Linked DNA regions of Arachis hypogaea: region 1 is linked to region 2. Evidence: chromatin contacts called from public Hi-C data. All regions are on one chromosome and are shown on one strand. Each heading gives the region's core, a stretch centred on a gene start, on an enhancer-like site or on the middle of the called end of the contact. The rest is flanking DNA. Distances are from core to core; before and after follow the strand shown. Region 1 holds the start of LOC112703471 (ubiquitin carboxyl-terminal hydrolase 15). Region 2 holds the start of LOC112703470 (gibberellin 2-beta-dioxygenase 1).

What was found. A called contact is a pair of places that touch in the nucleus more often than the background predicts.
Region 1: a contact with region 2 is called in a Hi-C map of leaf, with 2.8 times the contacts expected there. The contact joins the promoter of LOC112703471 here to the promoter of LOC112703470 in region 2. A contact is called at or near these places in 5 of 8 Hi-C or Micro-C datasets (leaf and an unstated tissue).

Annotation. Positions count from the first base shown.
Region 1 is chr7:74,992,198-74,997,910 of arahy.Tifrunner.gnm2.J5K5, reverse strand. It overlaps LOC112703471 (ubiquitin carboxyl-terminal hydrolase 15), which reads left to right and starts at 4,096. Exons shown (of 14, transcript XM_025754933.3): 1 at 4,096-4,248; 2 at 5,202-5,593. The coding sequence starts at 5,268.
Region 2 is chr7:74,777,856-74,783,219 of arahy.Tifrunner.gnm2.J5K5, reverse strand. LOC112703470 (gibberellin 2-beta-dioxygenase 1) reads left to right here and starts at 2,527. Exons shown (of 3, transcript XM_025754932.3): 1 at 2,527-3,050; 2 at 3,268-3,637; 3 at 4,254-4,852. The coding sequence starts at 2,662. The coding sequence ends at 4,505.

The DNA.
Region 1 (5,713 bases), core at 2,847-5,346, 210 kb before region 2:
ATGCAGTGAATAGCATTATAGACATTCAAACTTACATCATCGCCAGTCAGCCTATCTAATCTGTGTCGGGTAGCAATCACACGGGGTCCCTTCTCATCCGACGACGGAAGAAACCGACCCCACCTGCTTCATTACAAAGTGAACAGAAGTGAGCTTATAAAATATCATACAAACATGTGCATGAAAATGATTATGCATCAAAATGATATACCTCACAGCAAGCGGCCAGAGAATAGCATCAAACCCTCTAGGCCTGAATGCCGGGAAACGCCAGAAAATCCAAGACTGTAGTAGTGACAACGGTCCAGCGAGGTTCTTTACATTCCGATTTGCAACCCTACAGAGACACCTGTACAACAAAGACAAAGTGGCCGAAGCCCAGCTATACTTGCCGAGTCCATCGAGGTCTGCAACATACGGGAGCCACCGTAAGTGTACCCTGGCACCAGACTTATCCGTGAACAGCGCAGTGGACAACAACATCATAATGTAACCCCGTGCGTAGATCTGTACCGTCTCCTCTGACGCATGAGTGGTTAATACTCTGAACTTGTTCTGGAACCAAGAAAAAGAAACTGTGAAGTCATCGATGCAGTCATCCGGTGGGAGTTCACCAAATAACTCTCCAAACCCCATCCATGCAGGCTTGCCACCGTCCATCAACTACTCGAAGTCGCTGAGGCACCCACTCACTGCATGACCGTCAATAGGAAGGCCAAACTGGTATGCCACATCTTGCAGTGTTATGGTACACTCCCCAAATGGCATGTGGAATGTATGCGTCTCGAGACGCCATCGCTCCACAAAAGCACTGATCAGCGGCTCATCAAGCTTGAACCAATAATCATTCAACCGAGCAACATGTAATAGGTTGGCACGATCTAAGTACGGGAGTATAAGATCATGCAGTATCATCTTCTGTTGCCGATGCACGCTCCTAACGCATCGGGTTAGCTGAAAATACGCATACATAAGCACATCATTAATTCGGGTCCTTATACAGACAGACATAGAAAATAACTTAGTCCAAGACAAATATCCAACTCACAGATGGCATCAAAATGGATATGTTCATAATAACATTTCATGTTCAATTCGACATTACCAATATAATGTAATAACCAAAAAATGCAGAACCGAACCGATCAAGTCACCGGGTTAATGGTTGAACCGATACTTCATCGGTTGAACCGATTGACCCGGTCCTATATTATTTAAAAAATAAATTATATAAAAATTTTTAAAAATAAAAATTAAAATACATATTTTCACTAATAATCCAACTTCAACATTTTAAAAAATTTTTTAAACTCAAGCGGTTCGATCGAACCGGACTTACCGAGTGATATTAGTTTAAACCATTTTACTCCGGGTTTGACCACACCCAACCGGTTCGGTTCAATTCGGTTCGGTCAGGTTTGGTCCGGTCCGGTCCATGCCCGATCCGGTCCGATCTAGTCCTGTTCTGCTATCAATAGTAACAACAACAAATTTTTTAATGATTCTGCCATCAGAACCATCACCCAGTCATGAGCGAATTCCATAATCTATTAAGAACACTGATTTCTAACGTCTTATACTAGACTAAAAACTAACTAAATCACTAAACATGGTATCCGCCAACGTCATAATAAAAAAATATTCTAAGATGCATATTCACCCTATACAATATCATCCAACATACTATATCATCCAACATATCAATGTACTTAACATACCCATGGCATTGACTCAACAACATTATAAAATTCAAAAACTTACCTCTTGATCTATAAATCCGGCAACATGCGCAATGCCGTTTAGGCGGTACATATCTCCTTGGTTAGCGGCCATTATCACCGCCGGACAGATTTCCAACTCCACCAGCCGGCCACTGGCGGCCCACTGCCACCACCCTCTGTGCCACTCAGACGCCTCTGCCCACCACCAGTTGCACCTCCGCCACCGGCTGGTCCCACACCCGAAACACTTCTCTCCCCAAACTTCCTCTCCGGTGAACAATGGTGGCTCCCAAACCTCCTCTCACCCTTTCCGCCGCAGCAACTGCAAATGTGACTCGTGCTTGACTCCTTAGGGTTATAACTTGGGCATAAATCGTCCCAGTCCTGTGAGTGTTACAAAGTAACACATAAATCGTCCCAGGCTGAGGAGGGTCCCAATAACACATAAATCGTGGCAGCCCAGTTTGGTTTAGCCTATGAACACGTAAAACCTACTACCCTGAGACGATTTATACTCTACTTCTAACCCAAGAAGCCCTGCCACGATTTACTCTTAATTTGCCTCACAAATTCATGCATTAATCGTCCTAGGGTGACATGATTCATGTTTTATATAACCCTTTGCACCCTAGGGCGATTTATATAATAATACAAAAAGGGTAATCAAGTTACAGAATTTGTTTCAGGAGAATCAGGTAATTTTGAATCCCAAACAATTTATTTAAGTAAAAAACCCTAATAAATTCTAGCGTGCCTGAGGTTAATTATACTGTAGAGAAATATTCAATAATAGTAATATTTTTTTTTTTTTTTTTGTAAAAGCAAAACTTGTTATCACGGTCTAAACTTTTAGATCTCTAATCTAAACTGCTTTCATACACATTTCTATCAATTACTGTATAATTGTTTAATTACATCTACATGGCACACACGAATACTATCTTAGAAAGAAAGAAATTTCTTTTTTGAAGGATGGATTTTGCATAATGTAGTGGGTTGACTTGTGTCCTCGTTACTATAATGAGACTATATCAAATTTTAACAGGGTTATGTTTTGTAATTAGTTAAATGATATAAATAAAATCTAAAAGATTTTATGTGTAGATAAAAAATAATTACTAAAATAATTATTATATATTTATATATAAATATATGTATTATTTAATTTATTTTATATTTTAATATATATATATATATATTATATGAATAATTAAATTAATGACTAATTTTTTATATACATATAAAATAATTGATATGATAAAATAAGATATAATATATTTGAAATGAAAAATCAGTACAAAATAATATGAAATGAGAAATTTTAAACATTTTATGCAATGATATATATGAATTATGAAATTACAAACTTATTTTAAATTCATAATCTTATTCATAAAAAATAAAATAAAACAAGGTTATTTAATATATTTATATTTAACTAACACAAGTGAGTAATATTAAGGGACCTCATGTCTTAAAGTAAATAAACTAATTCAAACAGAAACAAAAATTGAACAAACTTATCATTATTTAAAATTTTATTAAGGGTTAAATACGATTTTGATTTTTAAAGTATAGATTAAAATTTTTCTTTTTCGTTTTAAATATTTTATTCATATAAAATGATTCTTAATGTTTAACATAATTTTAAAATTATTATTTTGATTTAAATCTTAAATTCTAGACTAAATTATTCCTAACAAAAAATTATTAAATTAAAAAAAAAGAAAAAGAACATACAAATCATTAATAAAAAAAAGAAAAAAAGATGTTGTGATAAAAAAAAGAGATATTATAATAAAAAAGATATTTAATCTAAAAATTGATTTTAAAATTATGTTAAATTTTAAAAATAATTTTATATAAAAAAATTAAAAATAAAAAAATTTTCAGCTTATACTTGAATCCAACATTCTACCGAACGCTTTTATTAATGATGCAAAAATTATTGATTCTCTGGTCTTATGTGATTTATTTTTTAATTTAAATTAATTTAGTATTCTATTTTATTTTTTCCAGTTTCCAATTTTCTTACCACTGACATTGTAATATTCGGAGCAAAAGGACTGTCATGGCTCTCTCACATCACATGCCTCAGATCAAAAAGTTTATTATTATAATAATTTCTTCTTCCCCACCGTTCAAAATTCCCACTCTGACCAACAATTATGCTCTTATTAATGCATCCCCGTACACGTGGCACCCTTGGAGAATCATTGGGAACATCATCTAAGTGGGTCCCACTAACACAAGCACAATTCCGGGACCCCCACATCTGACGTCCCAAAACCCTAAATCTAATCCAACAGTTTATATTTCGCCACGTGTCCCAACTTTATTGAAATATTTCACAGTGCGGCCACAGCGTAACATTACCCTCGCAAACGTTAAAGAAAAGGGGTATTATGGGGTTACACAAGTTCTGAAGTGAAAGAGAGGGAATCAACGAATCTGTTGAAGAAGAAGAGAAGAATAGAGAGGTGAAGTGTTGGTGGGTTTTGCTCAGATTTCTTCCCCTTTGTTGAAGGTAATGCTTCAAAGCTTCTTACTTGCATTGCATTGTTTCTTTCTTCAGCTTCCATTGTACTTTGAATCTGAGATTGGTACATGCTACTATATCTTTTCTGGGTTTTGTCAAGATTTTTCTTTTCTTTTTTTCTTTTGGGTTGTTATGTGGAGCTGGAGAGTTGAAAATTTTCTATTGTTTGAAGAAAAAATGATTTAATTAATTATTTTTTTGGAGGGTGGTTCGGTGGTTTCTTTTGGTGAAAGCATCTTTTTAGGTGGAGTGCTTTGTCACATTCTCTCTTCCGAATTGTGAAATTTTGGGTATTTTTCCTTAAATGGGTGTTAGTTGAATATAAAATTAGAGTTGTGGGCACAATGGAAGAGGTTTGGTGCTGTTTATTTTTCTTTATTATGTGGCCTTTGCCTTGTTTCTGTGCAATGATTGGTCTACCACTGTTGACATCTTTTGAGGTGTGTGTTGGTGAAATCGTATTTAATTAGAGCAGTTTTATGTTCCTTGTTTTATTGAAAACTGGTTGCTAAAAACATAACATGGCTATGTAGACTTCGGTCAAATTTCTTGTCATTTGTCAAATATGAAAGATTTGTTTATACTTTTTATTTTCTTCTTTCAGTAAATTTAGAATTCTGTCAAATCATGATGGCACTGCATTGTAACATGAAGAGCACTGGTTTTCCTTTTCTGACAAACTTTTATGTGTTACTTGCTTCTGTGCTATGAAATAATGAACAAGCCATGATTGTATGGGGTTATATACAAGGTAGTTGAATAGCTTATTACTCAAAGAAGGAGTTCAGCTTAACAGTTCCAACTTTTTTTCACTGTTTATTTGTTCTAAACTGAATAAACTAATATAATTAACTTAAGAATTCTAAATATAATTTTTAATAGCAGAAAGAAACTTGAAAGGTTTGAATGGTTTGATAGATGCTATTTACTTTGACTTATAGGTGATCAATGATCATACACTGATTAGTGTTTGGGTGGAAACTGGACATGAGTATGCTGGTGGGGATATGCTCGAACCGCGTGAATCTGATATTCCTCTCCTGTTTCTGGTCCTGGTTGTATTTCCTTTGGTGGCTTATATCTTACTTGGAAAATGGAGCGAGACTACTAAGAAGAGAGATAGGATAAGCTTGCTCGCCCAGTTGGCTGCCGAAGAAGCTTTGAGAGCAGAGGAAATGGCCGTCCCTGATTTGATTCCTCTGGTGCCTTCTTCTAAGATTGCTTCTAAGAGTGAACTTCATCCTCTATCAAAGAAGAGTGAACATCAGCAATGTGCCCGGTGCTCGGCCCCATCCAAGACTCGCTGCTCCAGATGCAAGGCTGTTAGATATTGGTAATTCTTTTAACTAATTGCATTTGTTTTACGTTTTTAATTAAATGTTTGTTGAAGCATCTTTGAATCTGTTTGTAAGGATAAATGTCTTCAAACTAGATTAATATTACACACTGCCAA
Region 2 (5,364 bases), core at 1,278-3,777:
CGATGATGTATCATTGGGAGAGATAGAAAATTCTGTTGTCAACTACTTTTACCTTTGTAACCCTAACTGGCCTAAACTTTGCAAGTCACGACTAGTGGCTATTTACTTATGTTATATACTTATATCCTATCTGGCCTTATCTTTCCTTCATTATTGTTTTTCTTTACATTCGCTTTAAGATGCGCTTTATCTTCTATTTTATCGATACGTGAAAGTCTCTGTTCACGATTTTATTTTACTCATTTTCAAGCTCTTCGTTTAATATTTTCTTTCAATATATATATATATATATATATATATATATATATATATATATATATATATATATATTATAATGCACCTCGAGAATTGTACCACCTTATTTCATTAACTTATGACTTGAGAATAAGTATTTGAATATTAGGATATTACAGCAACACGCTCCCTTTGCGTATTATCTCAGCATTTTCTGCACATCTACAATACAGCAATACACTTCAAATATCAATATTCAACCAAAACACTATCTTCATTTTCATATTAAAAATAATTTCTAAATTTATAAATATTTAATATAAAATTATTAAAAGATTAATTTTTTATTAATATTAGTTAATATTTTAGGTCATTATTTTAATTTTATACTATTAAAATTTTATTTTATTTTTATATTATTAAAATTTAATATTTATTTTTTAAATTTAAAATTTCATATTTAAAATTTAAAATTAATCAAATATTAATAAAAATTAATAAATTTTATTAGTCATATAAAATGACTCATTTAATATATATTATCTGTACAAACTTACAACATTGATTAATTCAATATGAGCATGAATTGAAGAAAGAAAAATGGAAAAGTTGAAACAAATTAAATGTACTTGAGAAACTAATAAAGTCTGGACTTGGATGAGGAGAAACGTAATAATGACTTCATGATGGCAGTTTGAATATTAATTTTAAAAAATTCAAAGTGTCCCTTCATCATTTTACCCGAACTAAAATGTTTCAATGCTTGTTGCTCTGTTTACACTAAATTAAACACGCAACTGCACCAAAAACGTGACGATATAGGTGCATGCATGACATGGAAGCTTATCTTCTAATTTATCGATTTTTCTTTGTTATTTAAAATTTTAATATATTCATAATTTAAATAATTGTATTTAAATATATGAGTTTAATTTTAAAATTTGTAAATACAAAACATTGTAATTCTATTAATTTATAAGTTTAAATGACCTTTTAAATAGTTCATTTAAAATTAATTATTTTTAATAATATAACAATACATGATTAGATATTGATATAATTTTTTCTAACTGTGATTATATAAAGATTAAATTTTTTAAATTTATTTAAGAACAAATATATTTAATTATGAATAAAATTTATTGTTATAATAATTTATAATATATTAAAATTTTTAATTAACAAGTAAGGTAGATGAAATATTATAAACGTTTTTTTTTTTAACATTGCTGTTAGTTATTATCATTAGCAAAGTTACCAGAAGGAAGAAAAGGTAGATGGCACTCTCAGCGGTGCAAAATGAGCTGCGTGCACTATCTACAAATGTGAGCATAGAGTAAAGGAATAATTAATTAAACTAATAAAAGGCTTAATGTTTCACCAAAATAGAAACAAGGGAAAACATATATATCAGATACAATGAAGAAAACCTTAAAGGAATCTCATCGATGCAACTACTTACTTTTTTCAATGTGATAAAGTTGTCTTGTATATTTTAGTGGGAGAAATCCTAGTAAATATAATGCTCAGGTAGGTGATGACTGGACTACTTTTTTCGGCAGGATTGTGATGTCCATTATTTAAAGAAAAAGGTCGGTTGTAAAAAATAGTATAAAATAATAATGACCACTCTATATTTACAAAAAATTATGAATATTTTAGTTTAGTCATTTTTCATATATCAACCTATTTGTCTTTTATTTTTTATAATTATAAACAAAAATAAATGTACATTAACAACAATTTCAATAGAGCTTCTAGAACTTTAAGTCTGCTAAGTATAGGAAGTAATTATTTTCAAATTTCATTTTCTATTGAAAATATTTGATAAAATGAGACTTATCCCAACATATTAGACGATTTATTTTTAATAGAAATTAATTAAAATTTATCATTTTATATAATTCAATAAAATTGAAATTGAATATTAGAATAATAAATTTATATTTAGTTTTAAACTACTAATTATAACATATAATCTCACAAATTTTAATGTACTATCATTTTGTATATGTAATAAAATTAAACGGAGACTATAAAAATACTGTAAAAGTGAAAAAACTAGCTTAAAGAATAAGGAGTATTTCTCATTACATAGACAGTAAAAACTATTTCCTTACTTAATTAACCAATGTGAGATAAAAAATTCATCTGATATTTTAGCTTGTAAATTTATGTTATGAAGATAAACATATTTTGAAATAAAAATATATTCTTGTCACTGTTTCTATTCCTGCTCTGTCCCTACCAAAGCTTTGCTTCTTGTATAAATAGGAAACAAGCTTAGCCGTTTTTTCTTCAAGCAAACCCCTCTTCTCAAAAAGCCTTATCAACTCTTTCACCCTCTTCAAATATCTCTCTTCTTCTTCTTCTTCCTCTTCCATACACAAATCTTCTCAATCACCAATAACAGACAAACAAAGAAAAATGCAATACTCGTACATGAGAAACTGTAGCAATAACAGAGCAGCCACATTCTCACCGCCGGTGGTGACTATTCCCATAGTGGACCTTTCAAAACCCGATGCACAGGCCCTCATAGTGAAGGCCTGTGAAGACTTCGGGTTTTTCAAAGTCATAAACCACGGCGTCCCTGTGGACGCCATTTCCCTCCTCGAAGAGGAGGCTACCAAATTCTTCTCCTTGCCGCTGAGCGACAAGGAGAAGGTCGGCCTTGCCAACCCCTTCGGGTACGGCAACAAGCGCCTCGGTTACAACGGCGACGTCGGTTGGATCGAGTACCTTCTCCTTAAAACCAATTCACAACACTCCAACACTCTCACACTACCTTCTGATCAAAACTCAGAGCAATTCAGGTAATATACGTGAATCTTACCATGTATTTTGGCATGGTCCCGTAAGCTAAAGGGATAACACTAGAATCAAAGTTTTAGATAATTATTATTTAAATTATTTTTTAATTAATAAAATAAAAAAATCGTGTTTAGTTATAAAAAACATTAATGTTAAAACCGTATTTATTATAAAGGGTGTAAACTTAGCGAAGTTTAATTTATTATTGTGTGTGTGTAGGTGTGCTTTGAACGAGTACATGCAAGCGATGAGGAAGATGGCGTGCGAGGTTCTTGAGTTAATGGCGGAAGGGCTGAAGATTGAGGAACGAAACGTGCTGAGCAAGCTTGTGATGGATGAGCAGAGTGACTCTGCTTTCAGGGTGAACCACTACCCTGCTTCCAATGGCGGAGGTGGTGGTGATGAGAACAAGAACAAGAACAACACCACTAACATGGTTGGTTTTGGAGAGCACACTGACCCACAAATAATTTCTCTTCTGAGATCCAATAACACCTCTGGCCTTCAGATTGATGTTGGTGATGGAAACTGGATTCCTGTTCCTCCTGATCACAGTTCCTTCTTTGTCAATGTTGGTGATTCACTTCAGGTACATAAAAGAGAAATGACAAATATAAGTGTTTTGTTTTTTGGATTTCTAACCTTTTTTGTTTTAAAATTTTTAATTTTATTGTTGTCAATGGATAATAACAAGTGGAAATAGTAGTTTTTCTGCATGTAGATAAACTTCTCCTTTTTGCTTTTTTGAATGTGTGTGAGCACATTTTGGTTGACTTGTTAAAATTATTATTGCACCTGCCACATTATTCAACTCCCCCTCTCCTTTTCCCAAAACCACATGAATTTATTTATTCAATTTTATTTTTTTTTTATACATAAAAAAAGTTTTGCTTTCGCGTTATGTCAGTATAGTGTAATATTATATATAATTGGAAAAAAAAAATTGAGATTCACAATTTTTATTTATACTGATTAATATTTTTAGTCAGTACTGTATTTATATTAATATTATACTAGTGTATTTAGATTTTTTTAACATACATGGGTATATTTGTTGGCTAATTATTAACGAAAGTAGTAAATTGTGTTTACTCTTGTAGCACTAATGATATATGATATCTTATAGTATAGTATCAATTTGGTGTAGTATGTATTAGTAATCTAACATGAATTTTTTGCTACGTTTGGTGACACAAAACATAAAGGTTATGACGAATGGACGGTTCAAGAGTGTGCGGCACAGAGTGATAGTGGACAACGGTTACAAATCAAGGCTATCAATGATTTACTTTGTTGGTCCACCATTGAGTGAGAAGATTGCACCATTGCCTTCCCTCATGCTTGGAAAGGAAAGCTTATACAAAGAGTTCACTTGGTTTGAATACAAGAACGCTGCCTACTCTACAAGATTGGCTACCAATAGGCTCATACCCTATGAGAAGATTGCTGCCTCTTAATTATTCAACTTGAGGGCCACCATCACTCCACTACTTGTCAATATATATAATATAAAGATAATTAAGGAGAGGGTATATATATATAAGTGTTAATGTATATGATAAGTTTGTTTTTTTCTTTTCTTTTGGTGCTTTTTCGTGGTGTTATCTGCCAATCATAAATGAGTCATAGCTTATAAGTTAGGATAAGATAGGAATAATAATAATAATGATATGAATATGGTATAGTATAGTATATATTCCCTTTCCTTTTGCTTCGATATTTATGTAAGTTCTGCTTGCTAAGTAAATGACACATATATATGATATGATAATAATGGAGGTATGTCTGATTCCACGTACAATAATGGTACTCAGATTATGTTTTCTTTTTTTCTTTAATACATTATACACACTACAGTATGAGAAAGGCTCTTAAACCATTCTTTCTGAGCATGAGTTGAGAATCGAATCCTTGTGTACATTGGGCATAGGGACGGAGGACAAGTGGCCTTGACACTTCTAATATATATATATATATATATTTGATAAAATAAAAAATATTTAGTAATTTTATATATAATTATTTTTAAAAATATGATAAATTTAAGTTTTAATAATTTTTTTATTAATATTTTTATTTAACTAATTTAATATTACACACTTAAATCTTTATATTTTTCAAATTAATTTTTATATACTTATTTTTATAGAGATAATAATTTACTCCGTTATATTTTAATAATCACATTTTTATTTTAAATTTTTTCTTATAAAAAATACTAATTTTTTTAAAACTTATATTATAAAAAAACATTTACCTTAATTTTTTATAATAATCTATTTATTTTATTTTGAGAATTGTATTTTATATTCTAGT